Linked DNA regions of Mus musculus: region 1 is linked to region 2. Evidence: chromatin contacts called from public HiChIP or PLAC-seq data. All regions are on one chromosome and are shown on one strand. Each heading gives the region's core, a stretch centred on a gene start, on an enhancer-like site or on the middle of the called end of the contact. The rest is flanking DNA. Distances are from core to core; before and after follow the strand shown.

Region 1 (7,714 bases), core at 2,662-5,161, 290 kb before region 2:
ATTATGTATCTTTGCCTGCTCCATGTTCATCTTTTTAAACTTTAATCCTTTTCTTTCCTGTTTTCCCCATAATATGTTAGTTTTTACCCAGCTTGGCTCTTGCCTCCTCCCATGTTGATTTTTAGCATGTCTACCTTTTCCTTATGAATTTTCCAGGTCAGCAGGTCACCCTCTGCAATGCCTTATAATGTCCTCTCTTGCCATTTCTGAGGTCCCTCTGTGTGGTGCTGGTCTTCCCAGCTTTATCCCACAAACTGTGGGTCATGATTCCAGCCTTGGCTATATCTCTAGAAACTCTAACCTGGATTTTTAGTATCTCTGCCTTCCCTCTGGTGTAAGGATTTCCTTCCCTCGGACCCCAGTGGATTTCTCAAATTCTCTGTCCTTCCTAGCGGGCCAGTTGCAGGTGTCTAAGAGTGTATGAGTGCTATGCATATGTGTGTGTGTGTGTATGTGTTTCCTTCCTTTGGTCTCATTGGAAAAACTTAGAACTTTTTCCTTCCTGTTGTGTATGCTTGCTACATCTCTGGTTGGGCTGATCCAAAAAGTCCTCTTCTTGGGTTCCATTACTATGAGGATCCAGTGGCCCAACAGAGGCATGAGGATAATCTGGGTATTTGCCACCTAGAGACTCATTCTCCAGGTGACTCGCATGCAGTAGGCAGTTGGCATTTGACTGCAGGTGGTGATATAGTTTGGATATAATCTAGAAAAATTCATCCGTTGGAAGCTTTGTTTCCAGTGCAGCTTGTTGAGAAGGGCAACCTTGGGATGGGGCCTCTGCCCTCACCTGTAGATTTATATGTCTATGGAGTTGTCAATTAATAGGAGTTATCTTGAGAGTGGCTTGGTTATAAAAGCAGGCTCTGTCTGATGCATATGAGCCATCTCATCTTGTGGCTCACCATCATCACCACCACCACCACTTTGTGTTGTGTGGCAGCAAAGAGGCCTTCCCCAGCTGGTGTCACACTGTCATGGAGTCTCTAACCATCAGAACTGTGAGCTTAAAAAGATTTCTCTAGGGAGCTGGAGGAATGGCTCAGCGGTTAAGAGCACTGACTGCTCTTCCGAAGGTCCTGAGTTCAAATCCCAGCAAACACATGGTGGCTCACAACCACCTGTGATGAGATCTGACGCCCTTCTCTGGTGCGTCTGAAGACAGCTACAGTGTACTTATTTATAATAATAAATAAATCTTTGGGCCGGAGCAAGCAGAGGTCCCAAATTCAACTCCCAACAACCACATGAAGGCTCACAACCATCTGTACAGCTACAGTGTGTACTCATATACATAAAATAAATAAATCTTTAAAAAAAAGATTTCTCTAGTTTTCATAATTTAACCACCATGTTTTTTAGAGTAGAAAATAGTCTAGGACAGAGGAAGTGGTGCTGTTCCAGGACTGTGGGTCTTTCTAGAATGTTCTAACTCTACACTGCATCTCTCACTATTTCACTGAGCTCAGAAATCCTCATGCTCCTATACCAACACATTCCTCAACTCCACAGTGAGAATGTAGTTGAGTCTTCCCAAGGGCTCAGCGAGGACGCAGGTTCTCGAATCTTACACAGTAAATCCACATTACAACCTCTCTGAGCCTTACACTCCCTCCTCGCTACTATACCATGGCAGCTCTGACATCTCCACATACTTTCTCAGGAGCTGTTTTCTATGTGGCCCTTCAGCAACAGAGAGGACAATCATGATTTATAAGGAACCTTCACTATAAAGTTGAAACACATAACACAATTCCCTAAAATTTACAGTTGGAGAAATCGTAACAACTCAAATGTTATTTTTGAGTGCTTTTTTTTTTCCATTTTAACAATGGATGTTATTCCTCTGGGTGACATCATTGAGTAATTCAATCAGTAGGTTAACTAAGGTCTCCGCAATGGAACTGACTGGGATGGTGACAGCATTGCCTTTCTGTTTTGTGGGGTGGTGGCACCTCTACACAGCCTGCTTCCTCGTGAGGCTAATGCCAACTCTGCTGGGGTGTTATTGACAGAAATCTTGTATTAAGGAGAAAGCATGGACCAGCAGACACAGACATGGCTGGGTTTTCACATAGAGTCTTTCCTGTTGAAGTTCACCAACCTTGTGAAGAAAGAATATCTTTTTTGTATGGATGCATCACCTATCAATTAAAAAGCCTATGCCCTATGGCTTAGGCAGGAAATAGGAGGTAGAATATCCAGGAAGAGAAAGAATTCTGGGATAGAGCCAAGCAGGAGTTTCCCTAGGGAAGGTATGACCAGACTGACACATGGTCCCTGAGCACAGGTAGCCAACCACGTGGCAGAATGTAGGTTAAAATAAATGGGTGTCTCTAGTTATGATCTAGTCAGAGTAGAGCCCGGCTATATGGCCAAGGTATTTGTAAATATATTTAGAGTCTGTGTCTTGTTTCTGGGAGCGTGGGGCTGGGAGGCAGAACCAGGCCTAACTTGTAGATCCCTGTCTTGGTGGAAAGACATAACATGAAGAACACAATCCCCTCTTCAGCCTTGGAGTTTCATTGGTTCTGTAGTCACCAAGCAATGTAGTCATCTATTTATATTAAACGGTTATTTGTTATCTATTTGGAACTCAAACTCAACTTGGCATCCTGTCCTTTCTCTGGGGATTCTAATAACACAACTGCCATATTTCATTCCCACGGAGGGCCAAGGACCACTACCCATCTGTAACAATCAACTCTAACACACCTATTTGTCCCACATCCTGTCCCTGCTCCAAAGCCAAAGGAGGTTTACGTCGTCCAAATGGCGGTCCTTGCCAGCTTCAGTTTGGGTTGTTTACTTCAGGAACACTGATTAAGTCATATATTACAAAGAAGCCTCCCCCTACCTCTAATTCAAAACAGCTGAACCAGCTTCCGTGCCTGCCAGCCAAGCCTTATGGTGCATGCCTTCGGAGGGGACGGGACTTGGGACGAGGGCGATGGGTGGACAGCTTTAGTATTAAGCAAGGACATCACTTTGTACCCTTGTAGAAAATGCTCTTTATAGCGCATCAGGTTACAAAGCCTCAGTTAGGTTGGGGAGGGGGGCGGCAAGGAAGGACAGACAGAGCACAGAGGGGCACAATGTTTGAGGATCAAAGAACCCAGCCTGTCAAGTGCTGTGACATTTCTTCGGTGAGGAAATGGGTTCACATTTTACCCCCGAGGGTTTACAGACAAAAGCCAAGGTTCCACTCAAAAAAATTTAAGACATTTATTAAGATGCCAAACTGCATCTACCCACAGATGCTTTGGACCCCCACTCGGTTTTCCCTTTAAACTCTGGGGGCAGGAGGATAGTTTATTATGTGGCTGTGAGGGTTGCGCTCAGCTGAAATGCAGACATCTTGAAATGTGTGAAAGATGAGGAATGAGTTTCCTTCTAAAGTTCATCTAAAAAGGACTAGGACGTTTGACCTGAAGCTATGAGGTGATGATGGAGGGCTGGCTATAGGCACGCATGGTATCTCTCCTCTCCTCTCCTCTCCTCTCCTCTCCTCTCCTCTCCTCTCCTCTCCTCTCCTCTCCTCTCCTCTCCTCTCCTCTCCCCTCCCCTCCCCTCCCCTCCCCTCCCCTCCCCTCCCCTCCCCTCCCCTCCCCTCCCCTCCCCTCCCATCTGCACTGCAGAGCTGGAGGAGAGGGTTCGAGGTGAGAGGAGAGAGGGAGGCTGGGAGCTCGGGAAGTCTGCAGTGAGTACAGTAGATGCATTTCCCCGCTCATAGATATCTCCAGCGTTGCCTTTCTGGAGAGAATCCAGTTTGCTTTAATTTCATTTTACAGTAAACTCTCTATGAATGGACATGAAAGTGCCGTCAAGGTCAGCAGGCCACGGGATGAAACGGACCGGCTCGGACCTGCTCAGAGCAGTTCCACCTTCATGTCTATTGACCAGAAACATGGCATTAGCTATGCTGAGGAAACCAACAGAAGATAAAATCAAAGCTCAGCCTTTGCACGGCTCCAAGGCAGGCCCTATATTTGCCTTCGTGCAAGCTTTGTAATATCTGCTATAGCCTGACAGGCGTTTGAAAGAACAGACGTTCTATGAGAAGGTCAAGGAGGCAGATCCTGCGCTCAGAGGCTGCCCGCCGAGATGCCCACATAGATAGAGCAGACCTGTGGATGTGGACAGACGTCTGCCTCTGAGGCTAGGGAGAAACCCGTGGTTTCTGTTTTGTTTAGTTTCAGTTTTGGGTGTTGAATCTAGGGCCTTGTGCATGCTAGGCACGTGCTCTACCATTGATCTACGTAGCCAGTCTGTTTTTAATTTTTTTTTTCTTTTGAGACAGGGTCTCACTTGGTCCCCCAGGTTGCCTTTGAACTTGCCCAGGCAGACCATGGTGTGGCAATCCTCCTGCCTCCATCTCCAGAGTAGCTAGGATTACAAGTCTGGATCTTTTACTCTTTCAGATGTCATGATAGCCTTCCCTTTGACTTTACCCTAAATGTTTCTCAAAGCCGCAGAGAAGGTTCTGACAGGATGGCCTTTCACAGGTGAGAAGGGGAAAGGTGATGGCGCTGCCATTGAGCCTCAGGTGACGTGGGTGAAATCAGAAAGATGCATGGAACCCACATAGAGAAGGCCAGATGCAGGGGGCACAAGCCACTGAATTCCCAGTCACGTCAGAGACCTAGATGGGCCTCAGTTTAGGGAACTTAGTGAGATTTTTGTCTCAATGTAAAAACAGAAAAGGAGTCTGAAGATTTAGCTCAGTGGCAGAGCACCTGCCTAGCACTCAAGAGGGTCTAGATACAAACCTCTCAGTTCCCCAACCCGCAAAGATAACCAGTGAACTCAGAGTACCAGGGCTGGAGCTTGGTGGTAGGCACCTGCATAGTATACATAGCCCTTGGCGGATGTTATCCCCAAAACCACACACACACACACACACACACACACACACACAAAGATGTACCAAGGACAGTATCATCATCAATATTCCATCTCCCTCAATCCCTCCTCTCCTGAGATGCCACTTACAGTAAAAGGCACGAATCTAAAGTATAGTTTTGATGAATTTTCACAACTGTAGTCTGTCTCAACACCCTTTACTCCAGATAGAGGACAAAGCCTGGAGCGAGAGACATGCTGTCCACAGCATTCCAAGATATGGCAGGCTCAACACCTTTAAATGCCAGAGTAGCCTGTACCTACAATCTCATTCCAGGTCTTTGCTGCTTGGTTTTGTAGCACCAGGTTCTACAGAACTAATGAGGAGTTTCATTTCCTCCTCAGAGTTTAGCCAGCACTACCATGTGACATTCAAGAGCCAGGCCTTCAGCAGCGAAAGGTCTCCTAAGCCTAGAGAAATGTACAAGGTCTTGTAGGGAGTGAGGTGAGCATTTGTAATGGACTTAGAGACAGACAGGTAAAATCGAGAACCTTCTATCCTCCAGAGGGGCCGATGGCCTCCTCCACCCATTCACCATGACTTTGTAATTTCTGGTATTGTTTGACTTTTATTACCTGTTTTAAACCCCCAAGCTTCTTCTAACCTGATACCAAAAAGTCCCCAGTGTCCAGATCACAAATGAATGAGGAGAGACGTGGTCTGAAGCGCGTGTTTAATAAGCCAGCAGTGTGTGAACCTGCAAAGGACACTGTGGTGTCCCGGAGACGCTGGTGGTCTCCTGCGTGTCTCTTGAAACTCATAGCAGTTCTAAGCTGTAGTATCGATCTGAGCTCAACACGAAGTTCTTTGTATCACACTAACTTGGGCCTGAGTGAAGCAGAGGATCTGTGGCAGCGTGGGATAGAACACAGAAGCAGACCTAAGCTCTTTTCCTAAGCAGTGACAAAACCTGGACGCCCCAGACCAGGAGTTAAAGGGAATTAAATAATTAAATAGCAAGTGTTTATTCCAAACGCATTGTTCACAAATACAGTTATGTTACAACTGTTTATAAATGTTTCTTGAACGTCTGCCCTGGTCAGAGTTCTTTGGAAAATAGAACCAACGGAGTGTTTTCAAATGTACAAAGAGAGCTCTTTTCTGAAAAACTGGATCAGTGACTATGGGCACGGTACACCTGGATCTCATAGAGACAAAACTTTAGGTAATAGTTGATAGTGTCATCTCAGGTCTGAAATCCACACAAGGGCAGCGAGCTAGAGGGGCAGGCAAGATTTCTGTGTTATAACCTGGAGGGTGAATTCCAAAGGAAGCCTCAGGTTTTCACTTTGGGATTTTAATGGATTGGACAAGGCCCTCTCGGTCTACAAAAGGTAATCTGCTTTATTGAAAGTCTGTGTTTGTAAATGTTAAATCTCATTTTCAAACACTTTCACATCTATACTGACATTTTACCAAACAACTTGGTACTACACAGCCTGGCAGAGATGACAGATAAAATTAACCATCACAGGGTTCAATTGTTTACTATGTTAGGGTTTGCAGAGAAAAACCTGTGGAAAATTAAACCTAAGAGGGGGCATAAAGACTTACTGTCTTAGAACCCTGATCAGCTGGGTTTCTGGTCTAGTATAAAATGTGATTGTAACCACGGTTGTACATTCTCTATCAAAGGAAGAGAAGTAGTGAATATACAGAAGCCAGCAATGCCCTGGAGTGAGACCTCAACTGTTAAACTCTGATGGCCTGGATTCTCATTGTGAGGGTTCAGGACCCAGCCAAGATAAGGGATGAAAGAGGAGACCTTCATGTGAAGTTGGATCCCATGAGTCATACAGTTTAGAGTAGACTAGAAACAAGCTTCCTGTGTTGAAGTGGTATCAAGGGAAATACTTGACAGTTAGTTTTTGTATAGGTTTTTTTTTTTTTGACCTGAATTTGTACTATCTCTGTGATCTAAACACAAGCGAAGAATTTAATTCAAAGTACTTCCAAGTCACGGTTTCCTCCAGGCAACTAAGGACAAGTACAGATCTTTTCGACTGCTGTCAACCACAGCTCAGGTTTCAAACAATCCCTACAGATGAGTATCAAGAACATGACATCAGCATCAAAAAAAAAAAAAAAAAATCACAAAACCCATAAACAAATAAGGCTCGGGGAATGATCATTGGCAGAATTAGGTCCACAAGATATTTCCTATTCTGAAATCTCAGTCTCAGAATGCAAATAGTTTTCTTTTCTGTTTCTTCTTTTTTTTTTCTTTCTTTTTCTTTTTTTTTTTAGAAAGGAAAGTTTGAAAATATGAACAGAGAACAGGAAAGAATTAAAAATTAGATTTTCTAGAAATTAAATTTTCAACGGGTGTGCTATAAACCAGAAATTGAACAGATAAAAGGGAGTTAGTAAACTGGTGAAGAGATATGAATAAATTATTCAGAATTTAGTCAAGACAGAGATAGAATATATGAAAAAGTGGCTAATAAACCTAGAGGCTAAGTCTAACAAGCATCCTCATTATTTCCAGAATTACTGGAGAACCTCAGATCTGCTACCTGGGAAACCAACCAATCAGTCCAAGTCTGATAAATAACGCATCGCTGTTACAGAATAAAAATACAGCAAAAATATAAAGAAAGTCATGTAACATCTGGAGAGAAAGCCAAAAGAAGCTTTATTGAGTGGTGATGCAAAACTGTAATCCTAGCAAGTGGAAGGCTGGAGCAGGAAGGGCACGGGTTCAAGGACAGCCTGAGCTAGAGTGAGTCCCTGGTTGGTCTACACAGAGTCTCTCAGAAAAAATAAAAGAAGAAAGGAAGCAGGTAAGAAGCACAAAACAGCAAAAACAAA
Region 2 (6,711 bases), core at 3,553-6,052:
ATTTGAAAGCCACTCTGACTCTGTTGCACATGCCTGTGACCACTGTGACCTCTACAAAGCAGTTGTGCGCTTTGCTGTGGTGCAAATCCTCACAGACAAGTTGAACCTGTTCTCTTTGGCACTGAGCCCTTTCGCTGAGCACACAGCTGAGATTTATTATACAAGGGGAACTGAGGGGCATTCTTACACAACATTTATCCTTCACATATAGCCAAGTCTAATCTTTTACAACCTTTGAAGGCTTTTAAAGAAACAGTCTCTTAATTACAATGTTTCTTATTTGTCACTAATTGCAAGACATATTAAGATTCATTTGACATTGGGAAAAAGCTAGCACACAAAGCTATGTACTAAAGATTGTGAAAATTAGTCACTTAACATACATTCGAAGCAGTAGCACTCTTAATCCTCAGATCCTCAAACAATTACCAGCCTTGCTGTCTTTACAAGGTAAAGGCGATAAAATCACTTTTCTAGCCCTGTGCTTTACAGACTACACGATAAGAAAATAGGTTTGTTTGTTACTGCTTTTAATCTCACATCACTCATTGGTCTTTTAAAAACCAGAAACTTTCCATTCTTTCTGACTTTCCTTTGGGAGTGGTTCTCCTGTGAGCCTCCACACACTCTGTACCTCAGCTTAGAGCATCCTCAGCGGCTCCTCCTCGGGAACTGATTATTCTCTAATAACAGGAATTACCACACTTGATCATTGATCTAGCAAAAAGTACTGCCTTGCTGTAAAAAGATAGGAAGTAAGGACAAACGGGCAAACCTCCCATGCCGGCAGAAGTGATCTACCCTCAAAGTCAAGTTCCAACTGGCCTCTCAGTGGCTGAACACCTTAGACTCTGAGTGACGCTGAGTCAAGTGGGCATGTCCTTGCTGTACTATTTCATTTCAATATTCGCGTTAACACCAAGTATACAAACTGGAAAGTACCCGTAATGCTTTTCTGAGTACATTTTTAAATAATTTACTATTAAATTATTTTGTGGTTTAAAAAAAAAGCTAAGGACATTTGTAGGAATTAGGGGTTCCCTAGCAAGTAAACTAGGCACATTCACAAACAGCACCAAATATACTTTGTCTCCAGCTAAAGAAGAAACCCCTTTCATTAGTTTACCATTGTTATTTCAGCTTTTAGAAAAGTTTTCTCCAGCAGTTTCTATCTCTATTCTGTCTCCCTCCAGGGAATTAAAACTTTAGGAGTTTGGGCCATTTGTCATTCACTAAACCAAAACAACACCTTTTCTAGAAAATGTGGGCTCTCCGAGAATAAAAGTATTAACTTTAAGTGGTTTCCCATCTGTGTATGTGTGACAACAACTGAAGACAAAGAGACCATGAGTTTGGGAGAGAGCAAGTGGAGGTTCACAGGAGAGAGGAAGGAAAGGGGGAGGGGGAAATGATTCAGTTATATTATAACCTCAGAAATAAAAAATAATAATAAAAATTTTAAGTATTTTATGGGCATTACAACTTGAAAAAATTAAGTATATAAGAAAATTATTATTCACCTGAAATATTCACAATATGAATCTATTCTATATAGAACAACATAAATATTGATACTCATAAAACAAACCAAACATATATAAAATGACTCAAAAACTGGTCTGAAAAACTGGAGGGGTGTGTGTGTGTGTGTGTGTGTGTGTTCTCTCATGTACATACATGGGTGTATCTACATGTATGGCATATGTGTGGGGACCAAAGATCAATCTGGGTGTCACTATTCAGACTCCATCCAACTTGCTTTTTGAAACAAGGGTGTCTGACTGTCCTGGAACTCAACCAATAAGGCTGTAGAAGCAATTTTTCCTTCACTTGCTTTGATTCTTCACACCAAAATAGCTTTACCAATATATCTTCTTTCCAGGAAGAAACTAAGTCTACTGTCTACTTGCCTATGGCATTCCATAGACATGTGTCTTTAAAATAATGCAATATTAAAAATACAGACTTTTGACTGGGAAAATGGTTCCATGAGTAATATGCACAGCACCAGGAAACTACCCAAGCACTGAGAACGGAGGGGACTGAGAGAAGAACCCCGGGGGTTCTCTGAGCCAGCCAGTCTAGCTGAAATAAGTTAGCTTCAAGTTCAGTGACAAACTGTCTCAAAAGCTGAGGTGGAGTGCAATTAGAAGAAGACATCTGACATCTACTGGCCCCCACATGTACAATACAGAGAGAGAGAGACAGAGAGAGAGAGAGACAGAGAGAGAGAGACAGAGAGAGAGAGACAGAGAGAGAGGCAGAGAGACAGAGAGAGAGAGAGACAGAGAGCAAAACAGAGAGAGACAGAGCGAGAGAGACAGAGAGAGACAGAGAGACAGAGATGGGGGAGCCTATGCAATCCCAAAGGTCATCATGAAATGTATGCTCTGAACAAAGATGAACAGGGACTTTTATTAAGTCTCAGTTTTGCTTATAAGTATATTTAAGAAAGCAAATAAAATATAAAGGATTTAGCAGTGTCAAAGTGGCAACAAAATACCCTTTATTATCAGTGCTACATCATCATCATCATCATGAGGAGGAGGGTCTTTCATGCCATATTGTCATTCAATATCCAAACACATACAATCACTGCAGACAATCATCAATATATCTAATGCAACCTTTATAGAATGTTTTGTAGACTAGCCTGACATGGTGTTACAGGCTCATAATATTTCCAGTGCAGAGGTGAGGTGAGAGCATAGATAGTTTAAAGACAGTCAGGGTTACAAACTGCCTAGACAGCCTAGACAGCTTAGCAAAAACCTATCATCCCTCCCTTCCTTCCTCCCTCCCAAAAAAAAGGCAAAAAGGGGTGGGATCTGTTTATAATGACATTCAAACTATCTTCCTGTAGAAGGAACATTATTAATGGTAGATAGTGTGATCCCAGACTGACAACATATAAAGTACATTAATTATCTTTAATTTTGTCTTGGGCTCTGGGCAAAATACAGAGGGAAATCAAAGAAAACTTTGCTTTCTCTTTCTTAGGAGCATGGCTGGTACTCAGGCAAGGCTTTCAAATGCTCAAACTTTTGATTTCTTTTTTTCATTTTGTCCTCTGCAGTCCCAATCTAGAACCTAATGCCTTTCTTAGGCCCTGTATGTCCCTACAACGGGGTAGCCCTAGATCCTCCAATTCCTCCTGCCACTATGAATCCTATTATGCTCCCTGATCTTAAGCCACAACCTCAATGTGCCACAAGAAAAACTTCCTGACTTCAAGAAGATATAAGAGGGAGAAATGGGGGGTTGCCGCCGCCGCTGCCGCCATCGTGCCAGCCCCACGGGTCTCAGAGGTGGGTGACTCCAGGATGGGAGACAAGCCAGTTTGGGAGCAGACTGGATCCAGCTTTATTCAGCATTACTACCAGTTATTTGATAACGACAGAACCCAACTAGGCACAATTTATATTGATGCATCATGCCTTACGTGGGAAGGACAGCAGTTCCAGGGGAAAGCTGCCATTGTGAAGAAGCTATCTAGCCTTCCGTTCCAGAAAATTCAGCATAGCATCACGGCGCAGGACCACCAGCCTACACCAGATAGCTGCATCATCAGCATGCTCCAAATATCATACACAAACGAGCAGGGCCGAGGCGGGAGCGGGTGCAGGGCACTTCTGTCACCACGGTGTTGTGCATGATGTTTGGATGCTAGACTAGTAGCATCTGACAGGAAGTTTGTGTTGTACCAGCGCATGCCTTGGAAAGACTTAAGTAATGCAAACGATGGTCGGGTTTTGTTTTTGTTTTATTTTTTATTTTGTTTTGTTTTTTAATCTACTGACAAGTTGCTCTAGTAACTCAAAGAAGTTAAGGAGAAAGCAGCTGCCTCACCAACCGCCCAGATATTGATTTGTTCAGATGTTTCAATGCCTCATGATACAATAAAACCACAAAAATTTTCTTAACAAAAAAAAAAAAAAAGGGAGAAATGGAATTGTATGGTTTTATTTGATAAACACCTAGGTTTAGTTACTTCATTATTGATATTTTTTAAAAAACATTTATAAAATGATTTTTCTTAAGCAATATATAAAATAGTTCTTTTTAAAACAGACTAAGGATTATTTACTTATTGTGTCTTTCTTCAAATTTGTGTATTCTAATTACCAATAGAAATTATCTTTATATATTTTATCCTCATAATTTCCTTTTAAAAAAAGAAAAAGACTAACACAGAACACTACCATTTCTTCAGCATGGCTTAATGAAAGCAGAATCAGGCTCCCTGAGATGAGAACTTGGAAGAGTACAGAAAACCAGGGCTAACTCAGGGCCTAGAAATAACAAACTCCAAGGACTCTCAGAACTTGACAGGCTAGGAAAGATCGTCTACAATCTTACTAACCTCTCAATTTTTGATTCTCTCTTTAATGATCTCTCTTCTATTTATTTGATTTATTTATTATTTATTTGATTCTCTCATCTGTCTTTGTGCATGGCTAAAGACTCACAACCTACCAGCAAAGCACTCAAGTCTACAGATGTGCCTCTCTTTGTCTCTAAACAAATCTTCTAAGTACATTTTCAGACCTAGCAATTGAAAGCACCAGACTACAAAACAAAACAAAAATTCCCTTCAACAGTCAGAGACAAAAATCTACGTTACACAGACAAAATTCTCCATATCTAATTAAGGCATAAAACCACAGTGTCTCAGAAAAGCAGACCTAGACTTCCTGTTTCATAAGACATGATTCTGACAGCAGAGACACGTGTCCTTGCTTTGGCATCAGTGAACACTGCCACAGAGGACAAGAGAAGGAAGGCTTATGCAGCCTCTCTAACTCTAGTATTTCACTCAAGAAAACAAGGCTATTTCTAAACCCTGAGGTCATCTGAGGCGCTGACATACTTTGCATTCTTGGGGTTTTTTTTTTGTTTTGTTTTGTTTTTTTGTTTTCAGCAATTCTAAAGGATTGCCAGACTGCAGTTAGTCTCATTATGAATTTAACCAGACCATATCTTCTTAGCAGAAAATTCCAGAAAAAATTAAGTAACAGACTTACTTTTACAATTCCAATTATCTATAAAATGTTATTTTATATCATTTAATGACTTATAAACTCACTAATAGTTTATAAAAGATTGTGACACTGTTAATCTATTTACAACTTAGAACAAAAGGTTCTCCCTTCCCTCCATTCTCTAAAAAGCTTAAGATTCTATAACCATTTTTTTAAATTTTGTACATCTTTTACTTAAATCATGAATGTAACTAACTCACTTGTATCAATTAGCACTGTTAACAAAAGCATTTTCCATCATGTTACAGATCAACAGGTCATGTGGAGGCATCAATCAAACACTAGCCTTTTTTTTTTAAGTCTGCTGTTATAAAGACTTCAAAAACATAAATTTCAGGTACAGACAAGAACACTGCAGAAGATCTAAATAGGTATTTTAGAATATGTACAGTTTACATAATTTATCACTAAGTTAGCATGATATACAAATATTAGCAGTAGTTACCATTGGGTTTGAAAAGTGCTTCAAATACAGCAATGTTAAGATTACATTCTTTCATCTCTGAGTCCAGCTCATTTTAGACTATCTACACTCTGAAACACTTCTTCAGACATTCAAAACACAGGACTAAGAGGTTTAATCCTCCAACACAGTAATGCCAAATAAGATATGGAAAGGATCCTATGAACAGCACACTGCAAGGTACAGTGTAAAGATGACCAAGGTTATCTGTCAGGTCCCATAGGCTTTAAGTCACAGCGCCAGAATCTGAACCCGCACAATGTGACTGTGAAGCCGTATGGCCATCACAACTCTGTCTTCTATAAATGGGGGTTCAGGTTCTACTGCTTGTACTATCCGACTAAAAAAAAAAAATGAGACTAATTATTCTCTACTACTTCTCATTCCCAACACAGATGCTCCTATGAGAAATGTACAATTCGTTACCATGTAGGACACAAGGAACTAGCTTGACAACCTTTGAGGAAAGGGTAGTGGAACTCTTCTAGAACTTGAAATAGCCAAGAAGAAGTGTAATCACTTACCATTTCCAGGAACACTGAGCTTGTATCAGAAATTGTAATTACATCTGCAGCTATAATCCCTAAACTAAAATTAGTAATTTGGAATTTAAAAAATTATTTTACAAAGCCTTATCAATGCCAATAATCTTCATTCAAAAGAGCTGTGTGCAGCACAGCAATGCAGGACCTACTACCATGCACAGCACAGCAATGCAGGACCTACTACCATGCACAATAGACTTGTTCAGAAAGGGATGGTCCTGGATCCAGTCTTGGCTGATCTCTCTCATGCTTAACCTGTTCGACACAAGAGACACACTGCTAAAATAAAACATAGCTAAACAAATAACGTGCAGGCTTGTACTTTCACTCTGCCTTCCCCCTATATCTTGTACTTAGTGAACACATCAATAACAAGTGGGGTGATTAATAATGCCCATATTGCATATATACATGCAAATGCACTCAACACTAGAACATGGTTTCTAGTCTTAAAACTTATTATACCAATTAATATACATGAAATCTAGGAACACAGGTAGTTGTAAACAATTCATTACATTGACTTTTAGTAAATATATTAAGTCTCTTCCCAGTAATAACATTTATTTTTATAGCAAAAAACTATGAATAACAAGGAAATGTTAGATAAATAAATCATTATTTATATTAGCTGTACTACCCAATTTAAATCTGTGCTTTT

The links. HiChIP or PLAC-seq counts read pairs in DNA pulled down with a chosen protein or histone mark.
Region 1: an H3K27ac HiChIP or PLAC-seq map of thymic regulatory T cells shows a contact between it and region 2, with 3 times the contacts expected there. The contact joins two enhancer-like sites. A contact is called at or near these places in 1 of 15 datasets of contacts at CTCF or cohesin (the NIH/3T3 cell line), 2 of 484 Hi-C or Micro-C datasets (nephron progenitors and uterus), 2 of 115 datasets of contacts at active chromatin or transcription factors (regulatory T cell precursor and thymic regulatory T cells) and 1 of 9 other capture datasets (liver).

What each region holds. Positions count from the first base shown.
Region 1 is chr12:73,490,583-73,498,296 of GRCm38.p6, reverse strand. The region is part of intron 2 of Gm34080 (a long non-coding RNA gene); the gene reads right to left. It overlaps Gm34016 (a long non-coding RNA gene), which reads left to right. Exons shown (of 4, transcript XR_381683.2): 3 at 4,422-4,505; 4 at 7,392-7,714. Among named protein-coding and RNA genes, the nearest start is that of Gm34016, 15 kb to the left of the region's middle. Within about 2 kb of position 3,911, at least 20 of the 459 cell types and tissues checked have an H3K27ac peak or open chromatin away from gene starts, as enhancers often do. A contact at or near this core is called in regulatory T cell precursor and thymic regulatory T cells, where this site is marked.
Region 2 is chr12:73,199,837-73,206,547 of GRCm38.p6, reverse strand. The region is part of intron 6 of Mnat1 (menage a trois 1); the gene reads right to left. It also overlaps the pseudogene Gm51250. Among named protein-coding and RNA genes, the nearest start is that of Gm23910, 57 kb to the right of the region's middle. Within about 2 kb of position 4,802, at least 124 of the 459 cell types and tissues checked have an H3K27ac peak or open chromatin away from gene starts, as enhancers often do. A contact at or near this core is called in regulatory T cell precursor and thymic regulatory T cells, where this site is marked.